Linked DNA regions of Gossypium hirsutum: region 2 is linked to region 1. The links are chromatin contacts, called in public Hi-C maps. All regions are on one chromosome and are shown on one strand. Each heading gives the region's core, a stretch centred on a gene start, on an enhancer-like site or on the middle of the called end of the contact. The rest is flanking DNA. Distances are from core to core; before and after follow the strand shown. Region 1 holds the start of LOC107943239 (sister chromatid cohesion protein PDS5 homolog A). Region 2 holds the start of LOC107939005 (protein disulfide-isomerase).

The links. Hi-C and Micro-C count contacts between places; a contact is called where the count stands out from the background.
Region 2: a contact with region 1 is called in a Hi-C map of leaf, with 1.7 times the contacts expected there. The contact joins the promoter of LOC107939005 here to the promoter of LOC107943239 in region 1. A contact is called at or near these places in 3 of 34 Hi-C or Micro-C datasets (callus, hypocotyl and leaf).

Annotation. Positions count from the first base shown.
Region 1 is chrA01:112,873,582-112,880,531 of Gossypium_hirsutum_v2.1, forward strand. It overlaps LOC107943239 (sister chromatid cohesion protein PDS5 homolog A), which reads left to right and starts at 3,697. Exons shown (of 30, transcript XM_041113775.1): 1 at 3,697-3,994; 2 at 4,423-4,656; 3 at 4,745-4,926; 4 at 5,854-5,974; 5 at 6,744-6,950. The coding sequence starts at 3,899.
Region 2 is chrA01:113,056,707-113,063,656 of Gossypium_hirsutum_v2.1, forward strand. LOC107939005 (protein disulfide-isomerase) reads right to left here and starts at 4,146. Exons shown (of 11, transcript XM_016872294.2): 1 at 3,839-4,146; 2 at 3,246-3,276; 3 at 2,861-3,148; 4 at 2,586-2,774; 5 at 2,377-2,502; 6 at 2,079-2,216; 7 at 1,872-1,991; 8 at 1,666-1,783; 9 at 1,469-1,581; 10 at 1,160-1,360; 11 at 839-1,074. The coding sequence starts at 4,014. The coding sequence ends at 1,172.

The sequences.
Region 1 (6,950 bases), core at 2,447-4,946:
TATAATAAGTCTAATCTCACATAAATAAAATCTCATCGCTTATTTACATAGGTTCACTGATATCTATTCAGGTATGAATCTCGCCAAGTCATCTACTTCGCCACTGCCATTCGCGATTTACTAACCTACGAAGTAAGAAAGGTGTGGGTGAGTTCATTACGAACTCGGTGAATAATCAGGAATCAGCAGAGTATGCTTACAACATAGAGTTTAAAACGGAAGAGGATTTAGTCTGAAAATTGTGTTGAGTGCTGGGTTCGTGATGAAGGTAAGTGACCCAATTCGCAGATCCTTCTTGTCAAAAAACATATAAGTTTGAAAATAGTTTCGCGTATACTTACTGAAAATCATACTTAAAAACTTAGCTTGTACTTTTTTAAAAATATATCTTAGAATAGCATGAAACATGCTCACATACTTGTCTTATCAAAATGGCTGAGGAACATAAAACATGTTCTCGCTCACACTTATCTTATCAGAATCTGTTGGATATGTAGATCTCCTTATAACGCCTCAGAATGACTTAAAGAGTCATTAACATGTCCCATAAGTGTAGCATAAAGCTAAACACTCTCCTGTACACCAACATGTCCCATTGAATGGAGCATAACTCGACATTCTCTTATATCTCCACATGTCTCAGGGCCTTAAAGCTCAAAATCACAAAAAACTTATGGTGAGTACTCATAATCCTTTGGTATACCAATATATCCAACATAAGGGCTTATAAATGAGCACACACAGAAACTTATCACATAGAGCTCGTAAAAACATAGCTGATAAAACTGTACTTTTAAAACATGCTGGAAAACATAGTCTTACATAGGAGCACGAGTAACACATATATTTCAAACATGGCTTAAAACATGTATTGGAAACAAAGTATCAAAACTTAAAAGTAGAGTTTTGTAGGAAAACTTACTTTTGAAACTTAGTTTTAAAAACAATTTTTTTTAATAACATAACAGTTCGTACACAAGTTACGAACCCCTGAGCATTCATACTAAAACATGATAGGTTAGCACACTTATGACAATTCTTAACCACTCACTAAAAAAGCTTGAGAATTTACACAAGTTTTGCTTTGCCTTTATCTTTGTTGGTAGATGGCCCGACTGGTTCGCAACATACATAAACATACATATTACTTAAATAGACAAAACTTACAGAATTCACACATGCAAGTGAACCTAGCTTTCTGAACAATCAACCCTAACAGGATAGAGGCTTACAATGGTTCTTACTAACTTGATTCAAAATATTGATGAGAGAATTCTCATAGAATAAGAGTCCTGGAAATCTTAAGATATTGTACTTGACTTAGGAAATGTGTTACTTGCACGAAAAGTATTACTAGATACACCATATCTTTATTTCCTATTTTGAGTCTGACTTTGAATTTGATTGGTGAACCTCCAATTCACAACTTGACTGGCAAACCCTTATTTCGCAACTTAACTGGCGAACACTAGCTCGTCAAACAGACAAGCGAACACAACTTCTGATGAACCCCCTTCCCACATCTTTTGGCATATACTTCTTACTGTCCTTACTGAAACTCTTTACTGAACTCTTTTGGCGAACTTTTTATTGATCATTCTGAAGGGCATCAGTTTGCCAAAACACTGGTGAATTCCTTGCTGGTATTCATTTGGTGAACTCCTAGTTCGCTGAAGCATTGGTGAACACCTTGTTCACCGAAACATTGACGAATCTTCACTTGCGGGGCTAAAACTTTCAAACCCAATTTCGGGATGTTACAGGAAATTAAAATATTCATTTTAAACATGATGTTGGAAAGTAAAATATAAGTTAGCTTAAATGGTATTTAAATAATTTAATATACTTATACAACAATTAATATAAATTATTTGTAAAGTTTAATTTAAAAATATAAACCATATTAGAGAAAATTAAGAATATTTTTATTAATTTACATTCTTATTGCTAACGTCTAAGTTAAAACTTAAAAAAAAATGATTGTTATGGATAATTTATAAAAATAATCATTTATGTTTGGTTAAGTTTATGTTTTGGTTATTAATGTTTAATTTATTATGATTTAATCATTAATATTATCGATTTATAACATTTTGATCATTGAGATATTATCTAATATTAAAAAAGTCTAATGTGACATAAATTGTATTGTTAAATGCTAACGTGGCTTTCATGTCATGCCTACATAATCTAAACACTTTTTTTTTTTTAGATTTAACCTTTTTCACTTTTTTATATTGCTTTATTTAATTTTTATTTATTTTTCGTTTATTTTTCTTATTCATTCTTTTCTCCACAAAGCTCCCAAACACTTAGTGGCCACCGCCATTACCACCCCAAACCATCTCACCATGGTTCACCTCTCTCACCATCACATTTTCCTTAGCTCTCTCTCGGACCCTCAACAACCATCATCAGCCTAAGCTACTCTCAACTGTTAGCACCATTCCACCATTTACAATCACCTCTCCCTTAAAAAAACACCACTTAGACTCTAAATCTAAGCTCTCTCACCACCATCTTCACCATTTTAGCTCACCCATCACACCTAACAAACCACCACCAAGCCCCACTTCAACCATTCTCACCACCACAGTAAATCCTTTTATAGACCCAATCCGATTACTAGCCCCAAAACCAATTATTCGTAAAATCAATAAATACAATCAAATTAAAAAAATAAAATAAAGGCTAAGCCCCTTTGTTCAAACAATGACTTGCAAATCAATGAAAGGACCATAAAAAAAAGAAAGCAAAATAAAGTAAAAGGAAAAAATTAAAAAAGAGGAGACTTATCTTAAATCTACCATGCATGGCACTTCGATCATTTATCTTCCAACCCAAATGGTAGAAAGGACGAGCTCGATAAAAGGAGCAACATACTATATAAACAAGCCAATCTAATGGTCAACGACGACATGGTGATAGAAGATTATTTCGCTACGTTTATTTTAAATATAGAAAAATCCATGACGATTTGATGAAATGGAAGACATATGCAAAAAGATCATGAGAAAACGAGTTTAGAGGGTGAAGTTTGGGCTCCGCCGGCCACCGGTGATGACGACCCGACGCCGGAGTTGATGGATTTTGAGTTTGGAGTTTGGCCATTACAGAGACTAGGGAGCATTTAAGTTAGAGAGAAAATGGGAAGAAAAAAAAATGGAAAAATCGTAAAAACGAGAGACAAAAAAAATTAATAAAGTGGTAGGGCTCACATGCATAAAAAAGAAAAATCTATTGTTTTAATATATTAATTTAAGTGTTAAATGGAGATTACATGAAATCCACATCACTATTTAACGACATAATTTGTGTTATATTAGATTTTTGTAATATTTATAATGTTGAGTAAAATTTTAATAATTAAAATGTTATAAATTAATAATATTAATGATTAATTGTAACAAATTAATTATTAATGATTAGATTAACCATTAGTGATTAAAATATAAATTTAACCAAATATAAATGACTATTTTTACAATTGAACCAAATTTGTAACATATATTTGCGGTAGTGTATACGCTATAATCGAATCGCTTATAAACCGAGACCAACTTGAATAAAAGAATACGAACAAAGGTGCCACAATCTGACCCGGCCACGAACAAAGGTATGGACCTTGGGCTGGGCTGGCTGGGCTGGCACTGGCGTAGTCAATACATTCAATGCCGTCGGATCTCATCATTATCAGTCACCACCTAGACTGAGCGCGTCACGTTCACGCGCTTCAGAAGGCGGGATTCTCCCCTCTTAAACCGAGGCATCCATTTCTCGTTTCTTCAAATTCTCCCTCCCAAAAAGAAACCCTCAACATCCTTACTCCTCCATGCCACTACTGACCTTTTTCTTAATTTTTTTCCCTATCAAACCTCTCTGTAGCATTCCTCCCTAAATGGAAGAGTCCACATTGCAACTCATCTCTGAAATCGGCGCCAAACTCGGCCAGCTCGCTCGCCCTAACAAAGATGTCCTCGTAAAATCTCTTCGTGTAAGCATAAGTTTCTTCTTCGTCTTCTTCTTCTTCTTCTCTCTGGAAAAAGGAAAAGTAAATTTTCTCAAAAAAGTCGCTAGGACTGTCTAATACCACTGATTATGGAGTGTTTACAGCGAATGGTTAGGTGCTGATATTCTTATAGTTGATTAAATTGTTACTCACGAACATGGATTTACTTCGAAATTTGAATGAGTAAAATGTCGAATATGTCTTAATATTCTATCGAATATATATATTGTGTATTTGGCTCTATAGTTCAATGTCTTAGATCATGCTTTATTTAGTTAAATTTACTAATTATTTTTTTCCTCTAAAATTTCGTAATTAAGTATTTTCCTGAGGGCTTCTTTGATAGAATTCAATTTTTTTGAGGAAAAAAAAACTTGTGTGATCTTCCATGTGGCTGAAAATTCTCTTCACAGCAAGTTGTGAGCGCATTGTCACAAATAGAGCAGCCTTCTGTGGTAGAAGTTGCTGCAAAGGCACAAGTGTTGCGAGAACTAGAGGCAGCCACGAAGCCATTGAGGAATTCTATTGTTAAGCATGGTCTACCTAACCATACTGATAAAGATGTTAGACTTTTGGTGGCCATCTGTGTCAGTGAGTTTTTCCGGATCCTGGCACCTCAACCACCCTTTGCAGATAAACATCTTAGGGTAACATTTTTTTCTTTTTGGTATTGTTGTACACCATTGTCATTTCGCTCCTTTTTATCACTCAAGAGCCCAAACTCTTTCATTTCAGGACATTTTTAAACTCATTATCAGTATTTTCTCGGAGCTTGCTGATACTACAAGTGCATTCTTCTCAAGGAGGGTTAAAATATTGGAGACTATTGCTCGATGTAAATGTTGTGTGATAATGCTGGATATTGGTTGCAATGATTTGATTCTTGAAATGTTTAAGACTTTCTTCTCTGTTGTGAGGTCAGATTCTTTTCTCTCTTTACTTCCTGTATTTATATGGTAATTAATTATCTTTTCTTTTTAATTAAACAAATTGTAAGATATTGTGTCTTGAATGACCTTAATCTTTTTTGTATGATCTCTTTTCGTGCAAGATTAACCTACAAGGAGTATTTATTTTTCAATCTATCTTGTTGTATTTGCCACTGAATTGGAACTGACTTTAACTAGAGTTAAGAAAGTGTTACAGTTTTTCCTCCCAATCATTTAATTCACGATAAACATACTTGAAAAAAGTTCTCATTGCCTCTAAAGTAAACTGTTAACTTTTTTATGTTCTACTTGCCAGTCAGATTTTGGTAACTTATTTCTGACATTAGAGCCTCCATTATTTATTGTAGCTTTGAATTTTGCATCAACAATTGTACCTTAAATTAACTTAGTCCCTTCTGTATGATCTTTTTCATACAAGATTAACCTACAAGGCCTATATATTTTTTAATCTGTCATGTTTTAGGTGTCTCTGAATTGAGACTAACTTTTTGTTAAAGTTGAGAATATGTTACTGTTTTTCCTACTAATCTTTTAAGTCATGACAAATATGCTTGATAAAAGTTACTGTCTACTTGCCTCCCAAGTTGACTTGTTAACGTTTTCATGTACTACTCACCATGCAGATTTTATTAACTTATTTGAGAGCCTCCATTAAATTTATTATAACTTTGAATTTTACATGTTTATCTCTCCTTGTTGAATGTTAGTGAAATGTTTTACCTCTGAAATTCTTTTATTTTTAATGCAATCATTGTATACTGTGGAGCATTTATTGCCTCTGCATGTGAGCCTCTTCTTTCGACCCCTTTGTTTGTTGCTTCACTACTCTTACTGTTTTGACTTTCCATTTTGTATATGCCGTGATAGTAAAATGTCATTTCTCTTTATTCCCAGAGATCACCACCAACAGAGTTTAATCAATGATGTCTTGTCTATAATGACTCATATCCTAAATGAGGAAGTATCCCACCAGCTAATGGATGTAATTTTGGGAAATCTCATACAGGAGAGTAAGGTGAGTGCTGGCAGACTTTTATTTTTTGGTTCAAGCGAGACTGTATTTAACTTGTGTACCAGAACTTTGAGCCAAAAAGGGGTTTATGCATTGTTGGAGGAGGCAATATGAACTGATATTGATTTAATTTGTCAATATATATGATATGCATTAGATATTTCCCAGATGCCTTCTCATTTAAGTAGGAGTTGTGTCATTTGTTGTCATGGGAATGTGTGAAAATATCCTTTCAATGTATTTGTTGGTGGCAGAGGTCAGAAACCTCTTATTTACATTGTTAGGTCAGACACTCTAATCTTTCATCAGATGTCATGAAGTTTGACTGTTGCTTATGCTCGCCAGGTTGGGATTTTAATTTTGTTTGAGATTTTGATGATTCAAGGTATCTTTAGGATTGAGCTACTGTTTTTGTAAAATGACATCACCTTTTCATTGTGTGTATGATTATGCATAGAATTTATTTGCAACTGATGGTGCGTTCTGATACTGGTTGCTCTTATTCTGATTGTAGTACATTTTCAATTTCAAAGTATTGCATATATACTACTTAAGAAGAATACTGTGATTATTTATTTTGCAATTCAAATAGAGCTGAAATTTTTTGTTTATCAGTGTTTATTTCAGTAGCATGGTTGTGGACCATTTTCCATATATCATACTAATACCATATTGTAGATTATCGGCAGCTTGTGGTAGATGAGATTTTTCCATTTATGCATGTAAAAGTGAAAATTTTGAATATTTGTTTACATTAGTGTCTGTTATGTAGGATGCACCTTCCGCAGCTTCTCAGCTTGCTGCCTCTGTTATCCAAAGTTGTGCAGAAAAGCTTCAGCCGTTTGTTTGTGGGTTTTTGACATCTTGCTCCTTGGATAGAGATTCTGTAGGTAGCGAGCTCAAAGAATTCTACCATGAAATTGTGTTAAAAATCTTTCTGTGTGCTCCTGAGATGCTTAATGCTATCATCCCTAGTTTG
Region 2 (6,950 bases), core at 2,896-5,395, 180 kb after region 1:
ATGACATGATAAATTATTATTGGTTGAAATTTTTTTAATGGATATGACATTTTGTGTAAAATGAGTAACAAAATAATAGTTTAGGTATCACTTATGATAAAAAAGTATTGATATAATGATAAATTTAGTCCTCAATGTTTATACATTTTCTATCAACTTGGCCCTTATTTTTTTTTTGGAGTTAAATTTAACTCTTAGCTTACAAAAAAGAATCAAACCGCCTTTTTATAGCAAAAATGATGTCTAAAACAATAATTTTTAAAATTGTTGGTGTGACAATTCGCATGCACATCTGTTAACATAAACATCATTTATTTTATATGTTGCGTCAAAAAATAATTCAAAAATTATAAAAATCAAAATAAAATGAAAATTTTAGGAAATAAAAAATTCATAAAATTGCAAAAAGAAAATTATCATAAAGTACAAGTGAATTATCATAGAGTCTGACATTTTAATTAGTATTCTTCTTAAAAAACATTTTTAGACTTTTTTTTTAAGAAAATTGATGGATTTTAATTTTTTTTAAAAAATTAAAGATTAAATTTAGCTAAAAAAATCTAAAGATCAAATTAATAACTTATGTAAAGTTAACATTGAGATTACACTAAAAAGATTTAGGTATCAAAATAGGAAAAATAATTAATTTGGGTTATGCTTTTATAAGATTTAAGGAAAAATAATAATTTAGATATAAGTCGATTTTTGAAGTTATTAAACATAGTTGATTTCTTTATTATTTTTAATATTAAGTGCACTATCAAATAATTATTATATCTCTATTACCATGTTTATATTATTAATTTTTTTCACGTCATTGAAGTCCAACAAGACATTATGCTAAACCAGAGAAGATCATTTTCATGTAAGTCGAATTTGTATTAGGCTACAGATCCTGCATTATTCATCGACACATGTTTTCATATTAAAAAAAGAAAAAAGAAAAAAAGAAAGCCGCTGCGGCTACAGTTAACAAAAAGAGGAGAGCAGGTTGGCAGATGAAGCATCATCCCTCAGTCAAAGTCCACAGTGGTTCTTTTATGAAACTGGGTATCTTTGTCTTTGCTCAAATCCCTGCCAAAACACAAACACCATTCAAAACTTGATACCCCCATTCACTTTTTTTTTTTTTTTAAGAAAATGTAAACAACAAACTTACACCCTGGCCTTTTCAGAGCTCATCTTTAAGCGACTCTTGATGGACAGGTTTGTCCCTGTTCTTTTTAATGAAGTCAACAATGTCTTCTTTGGTTCTATTACCCAAATATGGAGTAATATTTCCATTAGCTGATCTAAAGTAGACAGTTGGGTAACCTCTAACATCAAAGTTCTCATCCAATATATCATTTGAAGTTGCGTCCTGTAATGGTGAACAAGTTTGGTTTTAAACCATTTTCTATTATAAAAATATAGAATCTAAACTGAAATTGAAACCTTAGAAATTGAAAAATATACAATAAAAACTTACAAATTTTGCGATCAAAACATCGGCATCTTTTTCATAATGGACAGCAACTTCATCCAAGATTGGTGCCAATTTTTTGCAATGTCCACACCAAGGGGCATAAAACTCAAGCAGAACTGCAGAAATACAATTCCATACCAATTCTAAGCATTCATCATACGGGGGTAAAAAGCATAAAGCAAACTACTAAATAGACGCACCATTTTTCCCTGATTTGAAAACCATGTCTTGAAGGGTGTCAGCAACCACCACTTTCACTGGTTTATTGTTCTCCTTGGGAATAGGTTCAGACTTCACGTACGGTACAACTTTTCCTTCCTGCAGTTAACTTTGGTGAGCAAAACAGAATACAACCACTAAAGAGAATATCTCATTATGCTTGATAACCATCACCAAAATTCATTACCTTGAAATCCTTCACCCATGGTGCAATGTCATCAGCCTTCAAATTTGGTTTAAAATACTTCTTCCCATCATCACTCTGAATGATGATTAGAGGTACTTGGCTTTCTTCAACTCCAAAATACTATTTTCCATCCAACAGAAAAGTTTAGACTAAGGTAGCAATTAGCGAAGGCATTAAACATGTCGCCATTTTCGAGTAGAGACTAACCTGGAAGGCAGCTTGGCTAGCCTCAACATCTCCCAAAAGGAAACTAATGCCCTTTCCTTTGTATTGCTCCGCAACTTCACGATATTTTGATAGCAATGAATCAAATCCTTCAGTACTCAAGTCAGCAAACAACATAGCCTACCCAGATTCAGAAGTCATATTAGTAGACGAACTTAAAAGGATGAATAGAAATTTTTATATGGTAGTTTAGAAAACATGAATAAAGTTAGTACTCCAAGATAACGCTTTTTATGGAATGAATACCAGTCACACTCTAGTTTCTGACTTTTGAATTTACCTTAGCATTGGGACTGTTATAGAACTTCGCAACAAAGGGGTGATTGCTTGGGTCATTGTTAAACAGAGTCACAAGAGGAATGCTAGATTCTTCAATAAACTTCTCTAGAGCTTCCGGTTTAAAATCCTGTAAGCAATTAACTTCTGTAAAATAGCTAATCTTAAACAACAGAAACTTATAGATATAGATACATTCAATGAACCAGTTACCTTAAAGTCAACAACGAGTTCATCAAAAGGCTTGAAAAGTCTAACAAGAGGGCCAACAACTGATGATTCACCACGGGGAAGTTGTTTAGCATCCAAAGTATGACCAAAGTCATAATCAGAACGTAATTTCTCAGCGAGTGCCATATAGCTCTCAAACTCTTCCCCAGAAAATTTTGGGAACACCCCAACCTAGAAAAAAAACATGTATATACATATCAGCTAATCTTTGTGATGAAAACCCAATGAAACAAAAGAACAGAGAACAGAGAGCTTACAATTACTATCTTCTTGTCATCAATAAGGTTACTGGCATCTTCTGTTAATTTTATTTCAACAGAAGCAAGGCCACTTTGTTTCTTTAAATACTCTACAATACCATCAGCTTCACGTGGACCTTTGTATTCTTGAACATTCTTTCCTCCATTTCTCAAAATTTGAAGCGTAGGGTAGCCCTTGACATCATATTGGCTTGCTAAATCTTTGTTTGCTTCATCATCGGCATCAACTTTAGCTAGAAAGATTGGAGGATCATGTTTACTCAAAATGGATGCTGCTTTCTCATACTAGACAACAAACAAGAAGTTTAATCATTAGCAGCCATTTAAACGTATAAATTATCAAGAAAAATCAATGCTTTTCGGGGAATCTAATATTGTCTACCTCGGGAGCAAGATGCTTACAGTGCCCGCACCTAAGAGTACAAGGAAAGAAGATTATTTAGTCATAAGAAGGTAAACGACACTAACAAGGTATATCAGGAAAACAAAAAAAAAATGTAAATTGAAAAACAGGTAAAATCTCTCGCAACGGAAGCATTTCACTGCTAAATTAAAGAATAAGTGTACAGATCATATATCTGTAGGTTGTCAACTATGGATCATGTTTGCTTTACTTAGATAACAAAATAGGATTTTCATGCTAGTTACAAGAGAAAGTAGGATTTATGAAAATTTCTCGCTGCTTCAATAGTAAATGATTGTTTCCGTTTACGAGTTCAAATTATATATATATTTTATATAATCATTGCATGCACTTTAAGAACACAGATTAAAATAAAAAATCGTCCGCTAAACTCATTGCATGCACTTTAAGCTCAAATTGAAAATCATTTCCAAGAAAAAGAAATCATCAGAAAAACAATTATATCTAATTTAACATCACCATTTAAAAATTTATAAGACAAACTCCTTGAGTTCTAAATCGTCTACTAAACTCATTGCATGCACTTTAAGAACACAAATGAAAAAGCTTACCAAGGAGCGTAAAATTCGAGGACAATGAAATCGTGCTTGCTAACAGTGTCAGTAAAATTAGAGTGATCCAATGTCAAAACGAATTCTTTCGATTCACTGCTTTCTTCAGCAGAAATGGCCGATAAAGAGCATACAATTGCAGCCAAGGCAAACCAAACGCAAACACTTCTCGCCATTATCGCAAAGCTATAATATACCTTCACCTTTTTTTTTTTTTCTTCTTCTTTTGGTCCGTTCTGTCTCTTAGATTTACAGAGCTTTTAAGGAGTGATGATAGCAGTTTAAAAAGTGAATGACACACAAAAGGTAAGTTGCTAGATCGCGAGTACAGAGCTGAAATCATACTCGCTCTTGTGTGCGGCGATTTCCTACGTGGAGGGTTATTATTGGTTGAAGTTTGTCATTGTAAGCTGATTAGGAAAGTGATTGGTGATTTAAGGCAAGTATATCTGGGATTTAGTGCCTTCGGATTTTCGTGGGCTCAAGTAAGAAATGTGTGAGTGCGAACTCCGTGGCCAAATCAATAAAAACTTGCCACCTCATTTTTATTATATTTTTAATTGGCTTTACTATTTTTATGTTTAGGTGGTTTTGACCGCATTGGATACAAACGGCTACGTTCAGACATAGTATGTAATATAACCATATAAATGCCAATCCACCCCTAGGAGTCTTCGCCAAAGTTGAAACTATGGAATGAGATGTTTTAAGATTTATTTTCATTTAATTTTTAGGTTTCTTTTTAATATTTTGATTTTTATTTTGGGATTGTGTTTGGTGATGTATTATAATTAATTCAGATATACATTACTTATAATTACGTTTATAAACATTTTAAAAAATAACATTATTTTTTTTTTGTGAAAAAAAGAACAAAGTAAGATAAAATTATATGAGATGTTCAGAAGGAACAAAGATACTCCCTTTGTCAGACTTAAGGAAATCTAACACTTCATCTAGAGGGGATTCAAACAGATGTAAATCCTCCTTTCTTCCAAAAGCAGTTTGGCAATGTATTCTACACAATGGTTATCCTCCCTGGGAATGTATCTTAAAATCCAATGACTTTCTTGGAACAAGATTCGGTATATTCTCCTGATCAAAGCGGAAGTTGAGCTCTTCGAACTGTTATCATGAATAGCTTTGACAACTTCCAAGCTATTTGAATAAATAATCACGTTGTTATAGCCTTTGCGTTGGATGGGTCTTAAACCATCCAGAATGCCCCAGAGTTCTGCATCAAAAATCTAGTAGTTTCCTAAGAATCTGTTATAACCCATCACCTAGTTACCAGTGCCATTTCATACCACTCCTCCAGCAGCTGCTCTTCCTGAAGTTTTTTGAACAGCACAATCAATATTGAAAAAGATCTAATCCTTGGAAGAAAGCTCCTCATGGGATAAAGCTATACTATCACTCAAGCCTTCTCCGGAAGTCAAAGACGAATGCTTGGCCCAACACATTGAAACTTTAATGATCTCACTAGAGCTCCATGATTTCCTTTGAAAAATAAAGAGATTGCGATTCTTCCATAGTCTCTAAGCTAATAATCCGAAGAGACAAGCCCAATTGATGTCCCCATCAGAAAGTATCAAAGTATCCTGTAAATTGAAAGAAATCCAATCGTGCAAAGAGTTAGAAAAAAAATGATGTTGATGGTTTCTCAGAACAACCTGTTTCCAGACATCCTTAGCCACTATGCAGTCTTGAAGAATATGCAAAATATCTTAAGAAGCATGTCAACATATCAAACAAGAGGAATCAATACTTAAGCCATACCTAACTAGTTCCACATTAGTGAGGAGTCTCTGCTGAAGAACTATCCAAAAAAATAAGCGAACTCTTTGCGGACCCAGAATTTTTCACGCTCTCTTCCATAACTCATCTCTAGAACTCTAAGAGTCCTCATTTAGCACTTTGTATGCGCTTTTAACAGAGAAAGCTCCAGTTTAAGTATGTCGCCAAGACAGCCTATCAAGTCATTTATCTGGATGAGGAGGAGGAATTCTCATAATGTGAGCAATAACCTCCTCTGGTAGCCAATCTTGCAAAAAATTAAGGTTCCAATTGCCATCTCTTGTGACCAAATCACTAAGCAAACAATTAGTATTAATGTTAGCACAGGCAGGTAAGTAATTAATCAAATGTCTAACAATAGGAATCCACTAATCTTTCCAACACCGAACTTTATTACCATTACCTACAGACCACATCAGATTATCATGTAGAAGGTTCCAAACTTTTGAAAGCAACTTCCAAAGGAAAGAGCTCTTCACCTTTGCTATACTAACTAAAAAGGGATCATTCACCCTAGAGAGCTTCGTCATCTGAAACTAATTTATAACCAAGTTTCAGCAGGAAAACGATGTTCTGATCCCGTAATTGTCTCATGCCAAGTCCTACACACCACTTTGGTTGGCAGATAGAGTCCCAACCGACTAACGACATCTTTTTCTTACCATCTGAGGTCCCCAATATGAAATGCCTTACCAGACATTCAATCTCATCACAAATCTTCCTAGGAATCATCATGGATTTCATGAAATAACTGGGAATGGCTAGAAGAACTGATTGCGCAAGAGTAGCTCAACCAGCAAAAGATAACTAACGAGCATCCCAACTTTGTAACTTCATACGAACTTTCTCGATCACAAAGTGAAAAGTGCTATTAGTGACTCTCTTATGAAATAGAGGAATTCCAAGATAATGACCAAGATCATCCACCTTCAGGAAGCCAAGTAAATTACTGAGAAAATCAGCTATGGGCTCCTCAACTCCTTTGGAAAAGAAGATGTTAGTTTTCCTGGAATTAACCTTGTGACCTGAAAACTCACAAAAGTTATTTAGAATAATTTTTAAAAGCCTTCCATGCTGTTCATCCGCTTTGCAAAATATAACAAGATCATCAGTGAAGAAAATGTCCGAAAGAACTGGCCCAGAACGAGATAAACATATAGGTTTCCAAACCCTTTTGGACAAAGCTGATCTAATAAAAAACTTAACCATTCCATACGAAGTACAGAAAGGTAGAGGGATAAGGGACAACCTTGCCTAATTTCTGTAACAGGTCTAAATTTAGCCGTCGGAACTCCATTCCACAAAACATGCATGG